Linked DNA regions of Mus musculus: region 1 is linked to region 2. The links are chromatin contacts, called in public HiChIP or PLAC-seq maps. All regions are on one chromosome and are shown on one strand. Each heading gives the region's core, a stretch centred on a gene start, on an enhancer-like site or on the middle of the called end of the contact. The rest is flanking DNA. Distances are from core to core; before and after follow the strand shown.

Region 1 (3,923 bases), core at 131-2,630, 43 kb after region 2:
TTCCGCTCCCCTGAACCCACACCCCAACCCCCGCACTGAGTTGTCTATATTGCTTAAGTGCCTGGTTTTGGCCCCGGGTTCAGCTTTATAGCCTCCCCCCACCAAAAAAAAAAAAAAAAACCAAAAAAACAAATAAACTATAAGTCTAGGCAGTGGTAGCTTTGGCTCCAGATATTTGGGCCAGGTCGACCCCCTTTCCCATCTAGAGAAGCAATCCTAGGCTTCATCTGTAGCTGGGGGGCTGAACCCAGCCTCTGGCTTCACTCACTAAGTCCAAAGCCTAGGAATCTAAGTCCGATCCGCTGCCCTACTTCTCCGAGTCCATCACCTGCAGTGTAGTTCTTACGTTGTGGAAATCTGCACCGGGCTTTTGCTCTCGCCATCAACCTAAAATTCAATTTTTTTTTTCTTCCCTACCCACCCCCTCCAAAACCAGACGCTTGAGGCGTTTATAGATACTAACCTCTCCTCCGCTCCTGCAGCCTGGTCAGCTCCAGGACCCTGTCCGGTTGCCAAGGCTCTCTCTTCTGTTTGGGGGAGGGGGGCTGTTCTCATCCCATCCTACCTACGCTCCAGTCCTGGCTTTGCGTCCCTCCCTCGTTTTTTTTTTTAATTAATTTATTTATTTATTTTTTTATTGTAGGTCTGGTCTCCCAGGGTAGCGGGATCCACACCACATCCCCTTCCTGTCGCATCACCCAGGATCCAGATACTGCTTTTACCTGCCGGCTCTGTTGCAGCCAGCGCGCGGGATCCTTCCATACCTCAGTCCAGCCCTCATTTTGTCCCTCCCCACCCCACGTCGCTGTTAGGAAGATGGGGGACAGCCTACGCTCTTGTCAGTCACTAAGCAGCACTCCCTCCGGCCCTCCTGCAATCCCGGGTGGGAGACGCTCTGGTCCAGGTCTTTTTTGTTGCCACCGCACAGGCCTGACGCATTACTCCATCTCCCTTGGAAGAATCCGGACCGAAATTTGCGTGCCTCGAGTGCATCTGGCCCTGTCGCAGCTACCTCCCCTCCCACTCCTACCCCCCCACACCGCGCCCCTCCCGTCCCTACCCTCTCTGCCAAATCCGGACCAGGTTTTGCGCAGTCCTTGCACAGCTCTCCATTTACCCCTCACCGGCTAGGCGCCTTTCTGCACAGCACGGCTGCAGAGTCCGTTCCGTTTTTTCTTGCCGCCCGTCGCACCCCACCCCCCCCCAGCCCAACTAGGGGGATCTAGCGCGTCGCCTCCCTCTGCCCACTTTTCCTTGGGGGAGGCGAGTGGAACTCCAGGCCAGGTTTCCGGGCCCTTCCTCGGGGCGCACGGGAGGGCTGCGGAGACTAGTCCCCGGCGGGTAGTCCAGGCCAGGTTTTGCGCTTGTCCGCCGCCCCCCTCCCGGAGCCGGCGGGCCCGGCAGCGCCGAGAGCAGGCGGCTTGTCATTGCTGGTGCCCCGCGCCCGCTCGCTCCGCGAGTCCTGCGGTGCCCACGGGCCCAGCCCCGCGCCCCCTGCTCCGGCCACCCCGGGGGCGCAACGCCGCCGCGCCTGCTTCCAGCTGTGTAGCTCCGGCCCCCTGCGGGCAGCGCGAGCGGTCGGCGCGGGAGCAGTCGGCGCTGCGACGCCCCCGCCCCGCCGTCTGCCGGAGACGCCCCGGCGGATGGGGCCGCGCGGGCCCAGGAGCGGCGCCGCCGGGCGGCGGGGGCCTGCGCGGCCGCCCGGGCAGCCGCGTTAACCCTTCGCCCGCTGCCGTCCGGGGGCGCTGGGAAGTCGCCTGGGCACACACGTGCCGCCTCCGTCGGGGCCGCGGAGCTGCGGGGGAGATGCGGGCAGCCGGCGCCGCCTCGGGGGGCTCCGCCTCGCCCCAGCCCCCCGAGCTCTGACGCCGCCCCCGCCCCTCCGCCTCCACGCCTCGCTCCCCGGGAGGGGCGCAGACCCGCGCGCCCGGGGCCGGGGCCGCCTCCGGAGCGCCGCGATCCGCCTTTTCTTTCCTTTTTTTTTTTTTTTTTATACTCCCCCCCCCCACCCCTTCCCTTTTAAATTTTGGTCGGTGGCGGCGGTGCTGGGCCGGAGGAAAGAAGGGACACGGAGTCCTCCCTCGCTCAGCCACCCCCTCCCCGCTTCCCCCTGGGCCGGGCTCCGGGAGATGTGCCGGGCGGGGGGCCCGGCTTCGCGGAGCCGCCGGAGGAGCGCGCACGGCCGACCCCGAAGCGCCGCTGGACAGGTGAGTGTGCGGGAGCCTCAGGCCACGCCGCACCTGGGCCAGGTGTGCGCGGCGGGAGGGGCGGGGAGCACCCTACCCCCGCCCGCCGGGGGCTTGGTGAGGGTGCGGATGGGCGGCCGCAGGGTGCCCTGCAGGGGGAGGGGACCGCTAGTGTGCCCGCGCGTGGCTGCGTGTGCCCGCGCGCGCGCCGGCCTTTGTGGGGAAGCGGCGCGGCGGTGCCTGCGTGTCCCCGGTGCGTGTGCGCGCGGGTGCTTGGCGCCCTGTTTGTGTAGGTGTCTGGGTGTGAGTGGAGAGGGTGCGTGTGCGCGCAGCGCGCGGGCCCGGGCTCCCCAGAGAAGCCATGTCGGGGGGCTGGCACCGCAGGATGCTGGGCCAGCCCCCCCCCCCCCCCGACATGGCTTGTTTTTCTCTGGGAGGCAGTGGCGCTAATGGTGGTTGGGGGTGGTATGGGGAGAGGTATGTCTGGGTGTCGAGTGAGTTTCAGCCCGGAGGGGTGCTTTGGGCAACCCTGGTGCAGTTGTGAGACATCTTCTGTTAGTGGTACCCTGTTAAGCACGGATGGAGGCTGTCAGGTTGGATCTACCGGAACGAGCTTTCTCTCCTCTTCCAGGTGTTCCTGAAATAGAGCTGTGTGGCTCAGTTGTCATCGTCCCGTTTGAGGGTCCTGGGATGAAAGTCCAGTTCGTGTGTGTGTGTGTGTGTGTGTGTGTGTGTGTGTGTGTGTGTGTGTGTGTGTGTGTGGTGGGAGGGTAGTGTGTACTTATGCAGTGGCCAGAAAATGTCCTCAAATGGCATCACTTCAGTGCACCCCAGGCACCTATGTGAAGATGGCACCCCGCCGGCAAACAGCCCCTAAGCTCACCCATCCCAATCTGTACACTTCTCGGCTAGGTTAGCTTCCAGCCCTATCCTCGCCCAGCATCTTATTACTGTACCTTCCTCATCTCCCCACCCCGCCTTCTCCTCAGCTTTGGCATCTTTGTGGATGTCCCTCCTGTCCCAATGTGAACCAGAGAGCCCCCTTCTTTCCCAGCCTCTCTGGGACCCAGAGCCGGATCTGTCTTCCCATATCCAAACATGTGGTGCGTTTGGGGGAGTTGGGGGAGGGGTTCAAGATGGCCGCCAAGATGGCTGGCAGCCTCTTTATCTCTGTCTGTCTCCCCCTCTCTCTGCTTACCCTCATGCCTCCAGTGGAGTAGGGAGGGTCAACGTGGGGAGAGAGTTGGACAGTGTAGGGACAGGTGTGGAGGACACCTGAGGGTGGATGTCTGTTCTGGGCCTGTTGACCTCCAGTGCTGCTGAGAGAGAGGCCATTGGTACCTGCTTCTCTTTCCTGCACCCCAAGGGCAGGCGTGAGTCTTTAATCCGACCCCAGACCCAACTCTATCTGGCCCACAGCCTGATGGCTACCCCTGCTCTCCCCCCTCCCTAGACCCTGGCAATACCCCATCAATCATGGAATGTCAGAGTGTTCCTTTGAGGGTCCCCACAAGCATCTCTGGCATCCTCTTCTTCATCTGCCCAGTTAGGAACTGGGGACCTTGGTGTGTGTGTTGGGGGACGCCTGCTAAGACAGGTCCTAGCTTTGGGGACAGGTGACTTCCTTCCTCCCCACACCCTGCCCACTAATGCCAAATTTATTACTTAAAAGTAGGATGAAAACAGGGAGAATAAGAGACGGAATACAACCTTCATTATCATATCGAGAAAATTATC
Region 2 (3,945 bases), core at 397-2,896:
GCTCCGCATTGCATCTCTCTATGCTCACCTCCAGAGGCACATAATTTTCAACCGTTGGGATAAAGAAGGTGCCCAGCCTAGATAGTGTCTGTTAGTGTGACACAAACTGGAGAGAGGAGCCTCAATTGAGAGAACGATTCCACTTCTATCAGATTAGACCACAGGCAAGTCTGTAGGCATTACTTAATTACTGATCAATGAGGGAGGGCCCAGTTCATCGTGGGCGGTGCCACCCCCAGTGAGTGGTCCTGGGAAATGTAAGAAAAGTAGCTGAATGAGAGGCTAAGGAGCAAGTCAGAGGTGGTGCCCCCCCTCCCCGTGGCCTCGGCTTCCATTTCTGCCCCCCGAATTCCTGCCCTGGGTTCCCTTCAGTGTACCATGCCTCAGGATTTGTAAACCAAACAAACCATTTCCTTTCCTGTACAGAGAACAGCTTGTGCGCTGTGTAAAAGCATACACCTGTCAATAAAAAAGCCTATGGCCAATGAGCTGAGGCAGAAGACGGGAGGTGGAAGTTCCAGTAGGGAGAGAAGGTTCTGGGATAAAGTCAGGTGTGAGAGAGATTCGCCCAGAACTCTGGAGAAGACAGATGCATGAAACTGAGTAGAGGGTAACCAGCCATGTGGCACTCATAGAATAAGCAGAGAGCTTGGCCCTGGAACGCTGAAGTAGATGGTCGGTCACATAAACCTGAGGAGACGTAACCAACCACATATGGGAGATATAGACTAGAATAAATGGGCATTTAAGTTATGAGTTTGTCAGGGAATGAGCCAAAGCTATTGGCCTATATTCACATATGAGAAGTCTCATGTGGAAACAGGACTGAGGATGAGGGGTGGGGAGAAGAGACGACCGAGTCACAAGATGAATCAAACTCCGAAGACCAGCATCAGGGTGCAGATCTGAGTTTATTGAGCAGTGCATAAGCCTATATACAGCATTCAAGCCAATCCATGCCCCTAAACCCCCAGCCAATCGTATCTTGCCACACCATCATCATGCCCCAATGAAAGCCCTGCCTGATGAAGTAACTGAGAAGGAGCAGGGGCAGGGAATATCGCCACCCCTTAGGATTTCTTTGAAGCCTGGGGAAGTAGTCACCTCCCTATCCTCGGTTCCTTTTTGCTGTCTCACCAGTGTTCAGGAGTCATCTTGGCTCTAATGCCATGTACGGCAGATCAGGACTCTGAGGAGTCGCAGGGATCTGTGGCACCTCGCTCGCTCTCCCACTTTTTCCTGTACACTGCTCCCCCACACCCCCTGCAGTCTCAGGGTTATTATTTCAGGGAACAAAAAGGCCAGGTGGATGTAACCTCCTGTTACTCTATCCAAGTTGCTTTAGTCATGGTCTCTATCACAGCAACAGACCCCATAACACAAATGTTGATGGTTTCATTGGGGTTTCTATGCGTGTGATAAAATAACATGTTCAAAAGCAGTGTGGCGAAGAAAAGAACACTGGCAACAGAGGAAACTCTGATCTGTAAGCTGACTCCATCTTGGGCCTGCTTGTCTCTGGTTTGAACTCTGGTTAATAGAAATACCACAAAGAATTCCAGGAAGAAACTGCCCTGGGCCCAAGCCAATCAGGGAATAGAGGGAAAATGCCTAAAATTCCAAATGTTGTAGATAAACTGCTCAAGTTGGCCGAAGCCATCCCTGATCAATCCCCATGCGCCAAGATACCCCTTGCCAAATAAGGCAACAACTAGGCTATAGACCCCATTCCTTGCTCCAACTAGTATAAAACCTCTACCTAACTGAGGCTCAGGGCTCTCGACAGGACTCTGCTACATACGGATTCAGATCCCTTGTGGTCTTTGGGGACCTTGAAATCTGGGCACAACAAAGTGTTTACTTCATCTCACAGGTTGTAGTTCATTATCCAGAAAAGTCAGGGCAAGAACTTGGAGGCAGGAGCTGATGCAGAGGCAGCTGTGGTGGTGGGAGGCTGCCCACTGGCTTTCTCCTTGGCTTGCTTAGCCTACTTTCTAATATACCCCAGGACCTGTCCATGGTGACATCACCCACAATGAGCTGGGCCCTCCCATTTCAAACATTAAATAAGAGAACACACGCAAACCAGAAGGCTTGCCTTTAATCCCAGCACTCAGAAAGCAGAGAAAGGCAAATCTCTGGGTATGAGGCCAACCTGGTTTACAGAGAGAGTTCCAGGTCAGACAGAGTTACACAGAGAAACCACTGAGGGGAGTGGGGGATGGGGAGGAAAAAAAGGAAAGGGAAGAGAAAGAAAGGAAGGGAGGAAACACATCCAGACTTGCCTGCAGGAAAACCTTACGGAGGCATTTTCTCAAATAAGGCCCCCTCTTCTCAAGTGAATCCAGCTTGTGTTAAGTTGGCATGAAACTACCCAACGAAGTTGGTACCAAGATTGTGAAGTATGTGCCCACATGGCTTTTGTTTCATTCTGTTTGAATAGGAGAGTTTGGGGCTTTGGACTAGAAAGGAGGTTGAATGGTGTCCGTAGAGCTCCCGGACCATCCTAGTAGACGTCCAGAAGACAGCCTGCAAAGGCTGCACTGGAAAAGTCCCAGAGACTGCTCTTGGTATATTTGGGCAAAAAACCTGGCTGCCTTCTGCCCACATCCCAAGAAATTACCTGAAGCTAAATTTAAATGGACTAATTTGTGTGTGTGTGTCTGTGTGTGTGTCTGTGTGTGTGTGTGTGTGTGTGTGTGTATGCGTCTGTGTATGTGTGTTTCCAAGACAATTTAATACTGACAACTGTGTTGCATAGTTGTTGGTTTTCACTCTTATGCAGGTCTTCAATGGGAAAGAGCAAATGGAACAGAAAGAAATACAAACTGTACATGTGGTTTTGGGTAAAAGGGGGGCACCAGCAAGCCAGGCTTGTGGTAGAAGAGAGACTGCAGATGTTAAGGGTATTAGTGTCATTAAGGAGAGGCCAAATCTACCCTGGGATAAAGGGAAGGGTGCCCTGTGGGCAAGACCGGACCCAGCTAAGCTTTCCACACACAGAGCAAGAGTTCCTCTAAGTCTGCAAGTGTCATTGAAGGGTGGATCCGCACCAAACAGAAACTGGCTGTGTCATCCGCAGGGTTCTGCCTTAGGGTCATAAAGGATACAAGAGTAAAGATGTCAGGGAATCCTCCCCCACCCCACGGTTTCAGAGAGCCACTGAGGCTAGGCAGTGAGTGGCAGAGGAGTCCCTGCATGAAGGCCCTGAGAGGCCATTGCACGAAGGTATAAAAATGATGCCTGGATTGTGTTGGAGAAGCCAAAGCCATTAGAAATCAGCCCAGGAGAGATGCACACGGGGGGTGGGGCTGGGGGCAGCAAAGCTGGAAGGGTGGAGCCTCTAACCCCTTTGACATCAGACATAGATGGAGCCACAGGATTTGCTGTTTGTCCTACTGGGCTTCAATCTTACTTTCTTTCAATCAGTCCAGCATCTCCTCACAAAGAAGGGCCCCCTTTCTTTGCTTCTGGAATGCTAATGTATATTCTGTGCTATTGTAAATAATTTGCTTTCTGATTTTTGTTTGTTTTTGTTTTTGTTTTTCGAGACAGGGTTTCCCTGTGTAGCCCTGGCTATCCTGGAACTCACTCTGTAGACCAGGCTGGCCTCAAACTCAGAAATCTACCTGCCTCTGCCTCCCAGGTGCTGGGATTAAAGGCATTCGGCACCACTGCCCAACTGCTTTCTGATTTTTTTTTTAAGATTTATTTATTTATATGTAAGTACACTGTAGCTGTCTTCAGACACTCCAGAAAAGGGAGTCAGATCTCGTTAAGGATGGTTGTGAGCCACCATGTGGTTGCTGGGATTTGAACTCCGGACCTTCGGAAGAGCAGTCGGGTGCTCTTACCCACTGAGCTATCTCACCAGCCCGCTTTCTGATTTTTATAGATTAAAATGAAGAGATTACCTTGAGTATCAGAAGAGAATTTGATTTTTTG

What was found. HiChIP or PLAC-seq counts read pairs in DNA pulled down with a chosen protein or histone mark.
Region 1: a CTCF HiChIP or PLAC-seq map of the NIH/3T3 cell line shows a contact between it and region 2, with 10 read pairs. The contact joins the promoter of Adgrl1 here to the enhancer-like site in region 2. A contact is called at or near these places in 6 of 39 promoter capture datasets (HPC-7-derived erythroid cells, embryonic stem cells, maxillary cranial neural crest and 2 more), 5 of 15 datasets of contacts at CTCF or cohesin (CD8 T cells, the NIH/3T3 cell line and embryonic stem cells), 21 of 484 Hi-C or Micro-C datasets (the C2C12 cell line, the HL-1 cell line, cranial neural crest and 3 more), 5 of 115 datasets of contacts at active chromatin or transcription factors (all in embryonic stem cells) and 4 of 9 other capture datasets (adipose tissue, embryonic stem cells, liver and 1 more).

Annotation. Positions count from the first base shown.
Region 1 is chr8:83,898,718-83,902,640 of GRCm38.p6, forward strand. It overlaps Adgrl1 (adhesion G protein-coupled receptor L1), which reads left to right and starts at 1,381. Exons shown (of 23, transcript NM_181039.2): 1 at 1,381-2,207. It overlaps Gm26721 (predicted gene, 26721), which reads right to left and starts at 1,010. Exons shown (of 4, transcript NR_166528.1): 1 at 464-1,010.
Region 2 is chr8:83,855,120-83,859,064 of GRCm38.p6, forward strand. No RefSeq gene overlaps it. Among named protein-coding and RNA genes, the nearest start is that of Gm26721, 43 kb to the right of the region's middle. Within about 2 kb of position 1,647, at least 15 of the 459 cell types and tissues checked have an H3K27ac peak or open chromatin away from gene starts, as enhancers often do. A contact at or near this core is called in the C2C12 cell line and the NIH/3T3 cell line, where this site is marked.